Regions from separate parts of the Capra hircus genome. Here region 2 is linked to region 1. Evidence: chromatin contacts called from public Hi-C data. All regions are on one chromosome and are shown on one strand. The core of a region is the stretch at or near the end of the contact, and the rest is flanking DNA. Distances in the headings are between cores, read along the strand shown. Region 1 holds the start of FAM83D (protein FAM83D). Region 2 has its middle 78 kb from the start of DHX35.

Evidence for each region. Hi-C and Micro-C count contacts between places; a contact is called where the count stands out from the background.
Region 2: a Hi-C map of blood shows a contact between it and region 1, with 5 times the contacts expected there. The contact joins the enhancer-like site here to the promoter of FAM83D in region 1. A contact is called at or near these places in 3 of 5 Hi-C or Micro-C datasets (blood and liver).

Annotation. Positions count from the first base shown.
Region 1 is chr13:67,301,648-67,307,647 of ARS1.2, forward strand. FAM83D (protein FAM83D) reads left to right here and starts at 4,104. Exons shown (of 4, transcript XM_018057863.1): 1 at 4,104-4,709. The coding sequence starts at 4,233. PPP1R16B (protein phosphatase 1 regulatory inhibitor subunit 16B) reads left to right here. Exons shown (of 11, transcript XM_018057861.1): 11 at 1-1,527.
Region 2 is chr13:67,411,857-67,417,696 of ARS1.2, forward strand. No RefSeq gene overlaps it. Among named protein-coding and RNA genes, the nearest start is that of DHX35, 78 kb to the left of the region's middle. Within about 2 kb of position 1,600, at least 1 of the 5 cell types and tissues checked has an H3K27ac peak or open chromatin away from gene starts, as enhancers often do.

The DNA.
Region 1 (6,000 bases), core at 2,854-5,353:
GCTCTTGAGAATCCCTGGACTGGATTCCTTTAGTTTGGAGGTTGCTGACCTGGCCGCCCTTCGATAACATTTGCCGCTAAATGGTGGAGATGCTGGGTCTTGGGTTCCAGGCAGATGCCATCTGAAGTCTATCTGGAACTTTCAAGGATAGCTGCCTTCCAGCCAGCATCTTTTGGGCACTGTCTAACAGCAGTTTTAAGTCAGTGTCTGGAAAAACAAGGAGCCTGGAATTTGCTGCCAAATGCCTCTCAGGTTCTTCAGCTCATTGTCTCTTGCTCGTTTATTACCTAATCCTCCTGCCCCACCAGTGGATAGTGGGAGGAAAAGGAGCTTCTTTAACATTGAAGCCTTTCCTCATAAATCTGCCTCTGTTCCTGGCAGATACGGAGCAAGGACCACAGAGAAAGCTGGCAAGATTGACCAGATGCCCAGCTCCTGGTTAGACCCAGGTCTGGTCGCAGTTCCTGGCAGATTAAAGGAGGCTATTTGTAAAGCATGCACATAGCTCCATGTGAGCTCCAGCCCTTGCTCCCACCCTGAAAATTGGTGACTCCCACCAGAGACTGAGCTGCTGTCTAGTAGCTCCAGGAAGTTGAATGAACCCTAAGCCTAGGTCTTTTGAAGACTTCAGGATGTAATTCTCCATCAGATTATGCAGCATTGATGAAACTGCTCTGTACTGTTTCAATCTCAGCAGGCTTAGAAAAGTTAACAAGGGTGTGTCCCCTGAACTACCCACCAGTTGGCTGGCCTTGTCATAACATGAGACCCATTTTGGTTACTGGGAGACCCATTTTGGTTATTGGTGTCAGATACCTTTTGATCTGGAGTTCTCTCTCCCACTTGCTTTTCCAGAGCAGAATACTGGGATGCTTTCCAGAAGCGCACTTCTTACAGGATGCCTAGAAGGACTCTATTTAACTCTTGCTATTGTGACCTGGGGACAGCCTCCCCTCCCCCAGGGCACCTAAGAGCCAAGGGTCATGTGGCCAGTGGGTGACTCTGCAGAAGTGACTGCCTTTGCTAGAAGCACTCCTCGATAAGAGTCTCTTGTTGGCCAGTTGGTCAGAGGGCCTGCTTCCCATGGGCACTGTGAGTGCCAAGGTGTGGGGCCTGGCTCTGCGCACCCAGGAAAAGTCTGCAGATCCCCAGCCCCCCGCAATAATTCACCAGACCAGAAGCCACTGATGTACAGAGAACACTTAAGAAAAATGTATTTTATGTGAAAAAAAAGTTAAATCTCTGTATACTGTATCAGCAGCTTTGTGTAAAAATGGCAATCAAGAGAGTCTAATATATTTAAAACCTTTTTTAAAAAAGAATCCTCGCAGATCTTTGATATTGTATTGAAGTAACTTCCAGGTAAGCTCCTTGCCACACGTGGCAGTGGTGGGCCATTCGAGACCCTGGCTCAACCGCATCCCAAAGGGGCGTGCCCCTGGAGTCGCTTCCAGTTGCCAAGGCCTGTGACAGAATTCGCTGTTAAAGAGTTTTTAATTAAGATGAATTAAATGCCTTTTAATAACACCTGCTCGGTGTGACTGTGGTCATTGCTATGAACTTGCTTGACCTATAAGGATTTGAATTCACAAAGAGGTGATGCCTGGGATAGATGGCAGGGAAGGCTTCCCCGTCCCTGCCCCCACTACAGAGGCCTCTCCTGGTTGGCCCCTGAATCACAGGGAGGCCTGAGGGCTTAGCCATGGAGCAGGTATCATTCTAGACTGCAAGAAGGTGAAACAGGATGAAATCAAGAAAATAAGAGTGGTTGAAAATGACCTTCAGGGACTTCCCTGGTGGTCCAGTGTTGAGAATCTGCTTTCCAATCCAGGGGGTGCGGGTTTGATCCCTGGCCAGGGAACTAAGATCCCACATGCCTCAGGGCAGCTAAGCCCATGCTGCGTGTGCAACAAGAGAAGCCCCTGCACCACAACTCGAGAAAGCCTACGTGCCGCAAGGAAGACCCAGCACAGCAAAAATAAGAAAGGACCTTCATCCTATCAAATGTTGCTTTTGAAATTAACATGGAGCCCTGTGACAGCTCCTATAACATTCTCTCCCCACACTTTGTCTGATGACATATGTAACAAGGCTGCCCCCTCTTCTGTTCTCTTGACCTGTCCTCTTCTCCCCACTCCATCCCTGTCCTCCTCATATAGTTTACAGTGGGGAAGTCAAATACTGCTTCACATTTTTACAACAACTCAGCAGGTAAGACCGTGGTTATCCTCACTTCTGACCTCAGGCAATGGAGAGATTGATAAGCTCTAGGGTTACACGGCCCCAGACAGTGGTCCTTGCTTTCATCACATACAGAAATTTGTGGGTATCTTGGAAGAGGATGAAAAAGGGTGCTCTCTTGGACCCTTCTGGATGCTGGCTGCCAGGACAGGGACACAGAAGTTCCCACCACTTGGGCTTGAAAAACTTCACAAACAGGGTCTGTGAAGAGAGAGGATGAACAGAGATCTCTGTGTAGCAGTGGACATACATTGATTTGAAAAGTATATTGTTTTTTAAATGCTAGTGGTAACCTCTCACATTTATGAAGACTTTACAGTTGTACATATGTCTTCTCACACAAAGGGAATGAGGCATGAAAATGAGCTATTCGATTTAGCACTGTGGAGCTCATGATGATCTTTTAATTAATTAATTTGGCTGCATTGAGTCTTAGTTGTGTCTAGCAGGATCTTTCCTTAGTGGTACACAGATTCTCTAGTTGTAGCAGCATGTGGCAACTTAGTTCCCCAACCAGGGATTGAAGGTGGATTCATAACCACTGGACCACCAGGGAAGTCCCTCATGACGAGCATGACAAGAGGTTTTGGTTGAGCAGAACGAGTCTGATTGGACAGGATTCAAGACAGAATGGGAGGAAGACTGGAGATGGCAAGTACAGACAACTCCTTTGAGGCTTTATGCTATAAAAGTGAGAGAGATGGGGAGGAAGCTCTAGAGGGATGTAGGGTCAAGAGAGGGTTGTTTGAAGGATGAAGAATATTTCATCATATTTGTATGCTAATAGGAATGAAACAGTAAAGCGGGGAGACTGATCATCCAGGAACGAGAGAATTGCTAGAGACAAAAGCTTAGTAGTAGAGGGATTGGTGATTACTGCCCAAATGGAAGGCATCAGAGACAAGCTCAGGGGCAGTTCATCCATAGTAATACAAGGCCCAGTATGTGGGCAGAGATGCAGACAGGTAGGAAGATGTGGGCGGAGCATGTGGAACTATCTTCTCTGACTGCTACTATTTTCCTCAGTGAAATAGGAGGCAAACTCTTAAGAGTAAGAAAGGAAGAGGTAGAAGTAGGGAAATGTAGGCTAGCAGGCAACCTTAAGGGCCCACTTGAGACCATGAATTTCAGGCACAATTGGTAGACATAATTGTGTTTTCTTTTCTCCAGAATTGTATGTCTGCCTGGGTGCAGGTGGAAAGTAGGTGGAGAGTGGGGTTTAGCCAGGGTTAGGGGTTCACCAGGCAGAAAACGGTGAGGTGAGAGAAGAGAAAGCTAGCTACCCTGAAGGGAAATCAGACGAGTAGCTATTATGTTGGACCCGTATTTTTGAACGAACGAACGATTTAAATGCTGGGGATAAAGGCAACATGGCTGAACCTCGCTCAAACTCTGTGAGCCCTGGGGAGGCGCAGTCAGTGGGTCAGCGTGCCCCAGCAGGCTCCAGCCTCTCTGTGTGCACTTTCCTGACTTCCTTGGGCCTTGCGAGGGCCGCGCTGTGGGGCGGGCGGCAGAGGGCGCGCGAGGCTGGCGCGGGGGCCGGGCTCTCGGGTTTCAATCCAGGCTCTCTGCCTGTCCCACCGCCCCGGGTACCACGGCCACTTAGGCCTAGCACCGGCTATCTTGATGAACTCAGCTCCCCCCAGGGCTAGAGCAGGAACGCCACCTCGGAGCAGGCACGTAGTAGCCAAGATTTAAATTCCACCAAGCAACCCTGGAGCGAGAACATGGTCTCAATCGCCGTCTAACGAAGGCCTGGGAGGGGCGGGGCTTCGGGGAGAGGCCGGGCCGCGGGGCACCAATAGCAAGTTAGTGGTGGAGCCGTAGAGGCAAGCACTGCGCCCTGACGGTGCCGTTAGAAGAAGGCAGCCAATGGGAGAGCCCGGGCGGGGCGGGGCGGCCAATGGCGCGGGCTGGTTAGATTCAAAGGTGACTATAAAGCGTCCCGCACGCCCGTACTGGCCCGAGCCGGGTAGCGTCCGAGCGCCGCCATGGCCTTGAGATACGATGGCTTGGACGAACTGCCTGCCGCCTGCTTGTCGCCGTGTGGGCCGCCCAACCTGGCCGAACTGTACAGCGAGGAGCGGCGCTTGGCGCTCGAGGAGCTGCTGGCGGGCGGCCCAGACGCCTTCTCCGCGTTCCTGCGACGCGAACGCCTCGGCCGCTTCTTGAACCCAGACGAGGTGCGCGCCATTCTGCGCGCGGCCGAGCGGCCCGGCGAGGAGGGCGCTGCGGCGGCGGCCGAGGACTCCTTCGGCTCGTCGCACGACTGCTCGTCCGGCACCTACTTCCCCGAGCAGTCGGACCTGGAGCCGCCGCTGCTGGAGCTCGGCTGGCCCTCCTTCTATCAGGGCGCCTACCGCGGGGCCACGCGCGTCGAGGCGCACTTCCAGCCCCGCTGCGCGGGCGCCGGCGGCCCCTATGGCTGCAAGGACGCGCTGCGCCAGCAGCTCCGCTCGGCGCGAGAGGTGAGCGGCGCGGCCCGGCCCCTCGGGTCTCTTCGGTTCCCGGTCGCACGGGACACCGTCTTCAAAAAATGGGAAACTGAGGTCTGCTAGGAGCTCGGGCCGGTTGGTCGAGGGGTTCCCCAACTCTCCCCACTCTGTGTGTATCCCCTCGGATCCCCGATCCCCTCCCCGTCCGCTCCTCGTGGCCTGGGAGAGTGGGAGGAGTCTCCATCCCCAAGAATGCGAATTGTGCTCAAGTTCAAACTCCTAACATTTACATTCCCTGGGAGGGTGACCGGAAATCCTGTCCGTTCCAGCTTTCAGTTAAAAACCAGTTGTCGGATTGGCTGTCAGCCAACTCTAGATCCCACTTTCAGGAGTTCCTTAAGAGGTGTACGACCTAAGAAGCGCATAACCTAGGGGGAAATTCCTGAAAGATTGTCCCCAGAGACAGCTGCGGGGAGTTTCGAGTCTTTCATTGCTAGTTACCCCCACGTGTCTTGTAGAAAGCAGATGCAAACCAGAGGGGCCAAGAGCCCTGGCCCTTTCCCCTCCTGCCAGCCTGGAGGGGAAGTTGCACCTTCAGTGAATGGGTGGGGCAGGGAGTTTGCATTTCCATAGGCTGGAAAAAAAAAAAAAGCCGAAAGCCATGTTAAGTCTTCTCTCCACGGTGGGTTTTGGTGCCGTTGTCTGGCTCTTAAGTGTGATAAGGTATTGGGGTGCGGTGGGAGATTTTGTCTCCCTGCCAGCCTGGATGAGACTGCACCCAGGGTACTGGGTACAGAGGGATCAGGGAGAAAGCATGCGGCACCCAAGGTGGCAGGGGCTGGCAGGGTGTAGCAGACACCTCCCTCCAGAGCCATGATTAACTGCCAACTTGCTTGCTGACTGGCAGTGCCCAGCTTCCTGGCTGTTTGCCTGTGACAGAGAAAATGCAGTTAAAGCTCCAGGTCGTGGTAAGACTTGGTAGGGCTTATAGCTGAATGTGTCTGACTGTGGTTATGGTATCTGTACATCCGATTGGTTGAAGTAGACAAGCTGGGGACAAGTCCTGACTTACCAGTGTTCCTGATGCCCAGTGCCCTTTGCCTGTTGGTGGGGTTGCAGTGGGTAGGGGATCCAGTAGGCTACTGCCTTGCCGTTGTGGGAGGATATATGGGCACCACCTAGGCTGTTATCAGCCCTGCGGTGCATTGAGTATGCTGAGGGTCGTTTTGATGCTACGGACATTTGTGAGTTCAGTGGGAAGATTGGAAAGATGGGAAAACGCACCTTTTTAGAACAGGTGTGCATTCCCACGGAGAAGGCAATG
Region 2 (5,840 bases), core at 350-2,849, 110 kb after region 1:
CCAGCTTCCAGAGAAACAGGGCGGGTTTCCTGTTGCCAGCTTTGTAAACCAAAGTCAGCCCTCCTGAATGATGACGGTGTCTGGCCCAGTTCTGAGAAAGTGCCGATGGTGTAAATTTTTGACATTTGATCTTAGCCAATCGATTAGTCCGTCCAGCTGGAATTAGGATGAAAGGCTCCTGCTTTCACCCAGGCTCCCTCCTGGATGCTCTCCTGGTTTGTGCCCAGCTGGCATTCTGACACCCGTTGGGTGTGAGAACAACTTTTGCAGGCACAAGCCACGTCTCCTAAGTGATGGAGGCAAGTGCATTGAAATCTGAGTCTGAAGACCTGGATTAAAAACAAAAACAGTCAGCCATAAAAAAGAATGAAAGAATGCCATTCACAGCAACATGGACGGACTTAGAGACTGTCCTACTAAGTGAAGTAAGTCAGAGAGAGAAAGACAAACACCATACGATATCACTTATACATAAAATCTGAAATATGACACAAATGAAGTTATCTATGAAACAAACAGACTCATAGACACAGAGAACAGGCTTGTGTTCGCCTGGGGGGAGGAGAGGGGAGGAGGGATGGGTTGGGAGTTGGGGATTAGCAGATGCAAACTATTATACAGAGAATGGAGAATGGATAAACAACAAGGTCCTAGTGTGTAGCACAGGGAACTATATCCAGTATCCTGGGATAAATCATAATGGAAAAGAATACAAAGAATGTATGTGTTTGTATAACTGAGTCACTTTGCTGTACAGCAGAAATTAGCACAACATTGTAAATCAACTAGCTTCAATAAAAATGTAAATTCAAAAGTTAAAAAAAACCCTTTATTTATATATAACAAAGGCTCTCATTTTATTTGGATAGTTCAGTGGGTTTTGACAAATACACAAATCCCAAACGGCCATCAAAGTCCAGTATAAATGCTTCTATCCAAAGACTTCCCTCAAGATCTTTTGTAGTCAACCCCGCTCCACCTCTTGCCGGCAAGCATCGTAGTGTGATTTCTGCCACTGTGAATTAGTTTTGCCTTTTGTAGAATGTCATCTAAATGGAATAATTCCAAATACACTCTTTTGTGTTTGGAGAAGACCCCCGGTCTCACAATCAGACAACTCCATGACCCTTGATAACATACGATTTCCATCTTCATCCCAGTTTCCTTCTCTGTACAATAAGAATAATAACTTAGAACATCAGTCAATCACGTGTGCTGGTGCTGGGGCTCTAGAAAGGTTCCAGGTCAGGAGCTTCTCAGAGATCAGGGCTCTCTGCTCTTCTCAGCAAGACTGTGTCCCAGAAGGCTCCCTTGCGCTCCGTCCCTGCGCACCTGTCCTAGCCTCCCTGGTGCTGTGATCGGCAGGTCCCCACACCCTCATCAAGGAGGACTCCTTTTATTTAAATAAGAGAGGTTCAAAGACACCCCAGGAAAGAAAGGGATGTAGCGATGAGGATCCCCCAGATGGGCAGAGGTGGCCGGAGACTGGGCAGGGGGCAGAGATGAGTGTGGGAGGCATCAACGGAGGCCTGGAGTAAGGCCTTACTGACTCTGGGGCTCAGGACCCTGGGGCTTCTCGAGGGAGCAATGTGAGCGGGAGACGTGTGGGGCTGCCGGACACTCAGGTGAGTGGTGGCATCGGGGACACACCCACCCTGAAGGGCACACACACTCCTCTCACACCTACACCCTCATACGTATCGACGTCTCCTTCGGATGAGGCCGTGGGAGATAACGGTATCGAGCACGTCCAAGTCCTTGCTCCCTGGAGCTCATGCGCTGGAAGATAATCGCACATTCAGGCTGCGCCCCCTCCTTAGCCAGAGATGCAGAGGGTCCTCAATGTGGCCCTGAGTTCCATCCAACAGAGTCGGTCCTGTTAATCCACTCAGCATCTGTTGCCACAGGATGAGGCTGTGCTGCCCTCTGCTGGCCATATGCAGGCAGTGCCAGCTCAGGCTGGGAGGTTCCAGCTTTGCTGAGGTGGAAAAGGAGCCCCGCTTTTGGTACCTTGCTTCCCCTGGGCAGAGCAAACATGGAGGGGCAGGGCAGTGTGAAGAACCCTGCCCCAGTGTCTCGATCTCCTTGTCGTTTCCTGCATGGCCTTTTCTTCCCTATAAGTGCCTGGCTTTGAAAAGTGAGAGTTGAACCAACTCACGATGTTTTTCTGAGCCACGGCTTCCCACGGCACCACCCTAATGCCCCCAAGCTGTGTAGCTGCTCCAGGGGATTCCTTCTCAGCCTTCTTCCCTCCAGCAGAAATGGAGGGACCCATTTCCTAAATATGAGGATGGAATCTAGCTGACACCTAAGAAGGCCAGAATGCCAGAGACGACGGCCAGTAGGCACAGGGGGAACAGCCTCAGCCCTCGCTGCCCAGAGCCAGGATGACCGTGAAGATACCCTTTTGGAAGCGGATCCTCCATCCTCAAGCCCCTTTAGAATCACCCTCACCTGAGGCCCAGATAGCAGAGGCAACACATCGCTTCTGTGCCCTGTCCAATTCCTGACCCACAGAACCTGCGGACACAATAAAGCGGTAGTTTCATGCCACCGAGTTTTGGGGTGATGGTTATGCAGCTCCCAGAGCACCATGATAATCATCCAATTAGACCCAGGCCATGATGGCCTAAATGGGCTCCTGGAGCTGGGACCCACCTTGGTAAGTCTGTTTCTTTGGGAGACCGGGTCCCCTCCTGGCCAAGCAGCCTGGAGCTCCGGGCGCCTCCATCCCCTGAGATTCCTAAGGGGCTGGTGACCCTGAGCTGGTCAGCTTCTTGTCCCCCCAAATTGGGTCTGTTCGATCCGTGTTTCATTATAGCAGGAAAGCAAGGTTTTGTGTGACCACCATTTCGTCTGAAGTGTCAAATGGAGGAGTGACACACCGAGATTTGGAATTACAGAAAGAGTCACGCACGTGGGGTGGGAGTGGACCCGAGGGAAGGCAGAGACACCTTTGAGGACGAGGTTGTAGGGACATTGCCCCTTTCTTCCTTGCAAGGAGGAACTGAGGGCCAGGGGTCATGGCCAAGGTGGATGCATGTTGTGCTGGATCCCTGTGCCCCCCGGGCTTGCCTGTGTCCTCGGCGGGCCGCGGACCCGCGGGATCTGCGCAGGGCGAGGCCAGTTCCAGCCCCGAGTCCTGGCCCGTGTTGCACAGCTGAGTGTGCCTAGCACGCCGCAGAGGCGGCGGGACGCTCGGGCTGGTGCTGCGCGCGGCGGCCGGTAGGGGGCGCAGGCGCCACGCGTTTGCGCGGCCCGGTCTCTGCAGTCCCGGCTCAGGGTCCCGAGATCGCGAGGGCCCACGGTTCCTGCCGGGGCCCCCTCGCCCCCTCTCGCCACCTGCCCAGTGGATACGCTCCCTGCTGCGTGCCCGTGAGCCGCCAGGTCCTTGAATCTTGAGCACCTCCCAGAGGAAGACATGACTGTCCCCAGTTGACAGTTCGTGATGCTACAAACAGCTCAAATCGAATAATAACCCCTTAACCTTTATGGAGTTCTTATCATTGACCTGGTCTGCCAGGATCCTTCAGAGGGGGGTGGGGCAGACAGAGGAGGATGAAAAGCCAGCTTAGGGGAGGTGACCACCCTCAGAGCCCCCTGCCCCACCGCCGAGCTCCTTGCAAATCTGAGGACCTGTAGGGGGAGCAGGTGGGCCAGGTGGGCGGTAGTAAAATCGTAGGGGCCAATGGGATGTGTGGCCCCACCCCCCGACCGGGCACCCCGTATCTGCATTTTTGCCCCTGTGGCCATACTTCCTCTGCAGCCTAAAGTGGCTGGAGTGCCTGGTTAGTGGCCAGGAGCATTGTGGCACTCACCAGGGTCATGATGCTCAGAGCTACAGCCTGACCACAGAGTGGTGCCCCTCTGTGCCAGGGGCATGAGGTCAAGGCCATGGCCACAGCCAAAGGCTCGAGGGGCCTGACTCCAACCCAGTCCGGACTGTAGACAAGCCCGTGAGCAGTACTGGCCAGGGAGGCAGCCTTGGCAGGAGGCAGTGTGGCAGGTGGTTAAAAACTTGGACTTGGAGCTGCAGTGCTGAGGTTCGTGACCTGCTATCACCACTTCCCAGCTGTGGGTCTTGGGCAGGAGGCTGAGCCCCTTGCTTTCAAAAGAAGGTGACAATAGACTATCTCTGTATAATTCATGCCTTTTTGTGTGTATATTTAATGATGCTTTGGCATCTTGGTATCTTGCAGCCCAGGAAGACTCTGCCTCTCCCCGGGTTAGGAAATTCCTAGCAAACAACTAACCAGAGCACACCTTTCACCTGCAAACACATCCATCCAGAACCAATACCCCAACCATCTCCTTTTTTCTAACTTGCAAACCAAACTGATAATTGCCCTGCCCTCCATCACCTGAGGGCCAGGCACAGGTGCAGCTAGAGACAAGCCCTGTAGCCCACATTCTTAGTCACTTAGTTGGGTCCAACTCTTTGTGACCTCATGGATTATAGCCCGCCAGGCTCCCTCTGTCCATGGGATTTTCCAGGCAAGAATACTGGACTGGGTTGCCATTCCCTCCTGCAGGGGATCTTCCCGACCCAAGGATTGAACCTGGGTTGATCTGCATTGGAGGTGGATACTTTACCATCCGAGACAGCAGGGAAGCCCCCAGTAGCCTGGAGCCCACTAAATTATTCAAACCAGCCAATCCCAAACAGCTTACCTTGTCTTACCCATCACTTCCTGTGCAAAGCACAATGAAGGCTCTGGTCCTCACTCTCCCCTCCCTGCTCCTGCCTCCCGACTGACTCTGGTGCTTCCCCCCATGGTCCTGTGTGGTGGGTCATGCCACCTCCTCTTGGAAACTGTGATTAGTAAACTCTTCTTTCAAGACATTGTCTCCGTGTCTGTCAAGCTACTGTACCAGATTACAACAAAATCCCGGGTACGTGTTAAAACAACCGCATAAGACTGTGGCCGGGATGAAATGACTTTTCTAAAATGCTTATGACAGTTCTTGACACACCTGGATGCTAAGCCAGGAGGAGCTATTATTATTACATTCTCCTGCCCTGTTTGCACCAGCTGCCACCCTCCGGGCATGGTTGCACCACGAGGTGCAGGCAGCGCCAGATGCCTGGTCACAGGTCACCCAGGTGTTCCCTTCCCTTGGCAGGGGTGCCCCAAGCTAACAGTGAGAGCCAGGTGAGGATGGAGGCTTCTTGGGGCCAGAAGAGGGGTCCCACCTCTGCCATTTGGCTGCAGGGGCTAAATCCCTAATCAAGCTTTCCAACAACCCCCTCCCCATAACCTTGAGAATCCCCAGTTCAGGTGGAAAAATCAGCCCTTGATAATTACCTCGAATGATAATATCTCAATCATAGTGCAGTGAGCTGGCAGGCAGTGTGCTGGCATCTTGTATCAGCCATTCTCAAACTTTATTTCGACCTCAACAACTCTTCACCCTCTTAAAAAAACTGCTAAGGGTCTTAGAGCTCTTGTTAATGTGGCCATATCATGATTTAGCACTCGAGGAGTTAAAACTGAGAAACTGTGATCATATTTGTTCTTCATTTATTTCAAATCACCATAACATAAGCACATTACATGTTCACATAAATATTTTATGAGGAATAGTGATATTTCCCAACACAAATATTTTAGGGAGAAGGGAGCATGGCATTGCTGTGCATTTGTGCAAATCTCTATCATGTCAGGCTTAATAGAAAACAGCTGGGTTCTCGTAGCTGCTTCTGCCTTCGAGGTTTTGAGATATCACACGTCATGTCGTCTCTGGAACACTACACTGAGAGTCAAAAAAAATCTTTACTTGAGAGTGGAAAAAAAAGTAATGTCTTAGTATTGTTATGACAATAGTTTTAACTATTATGG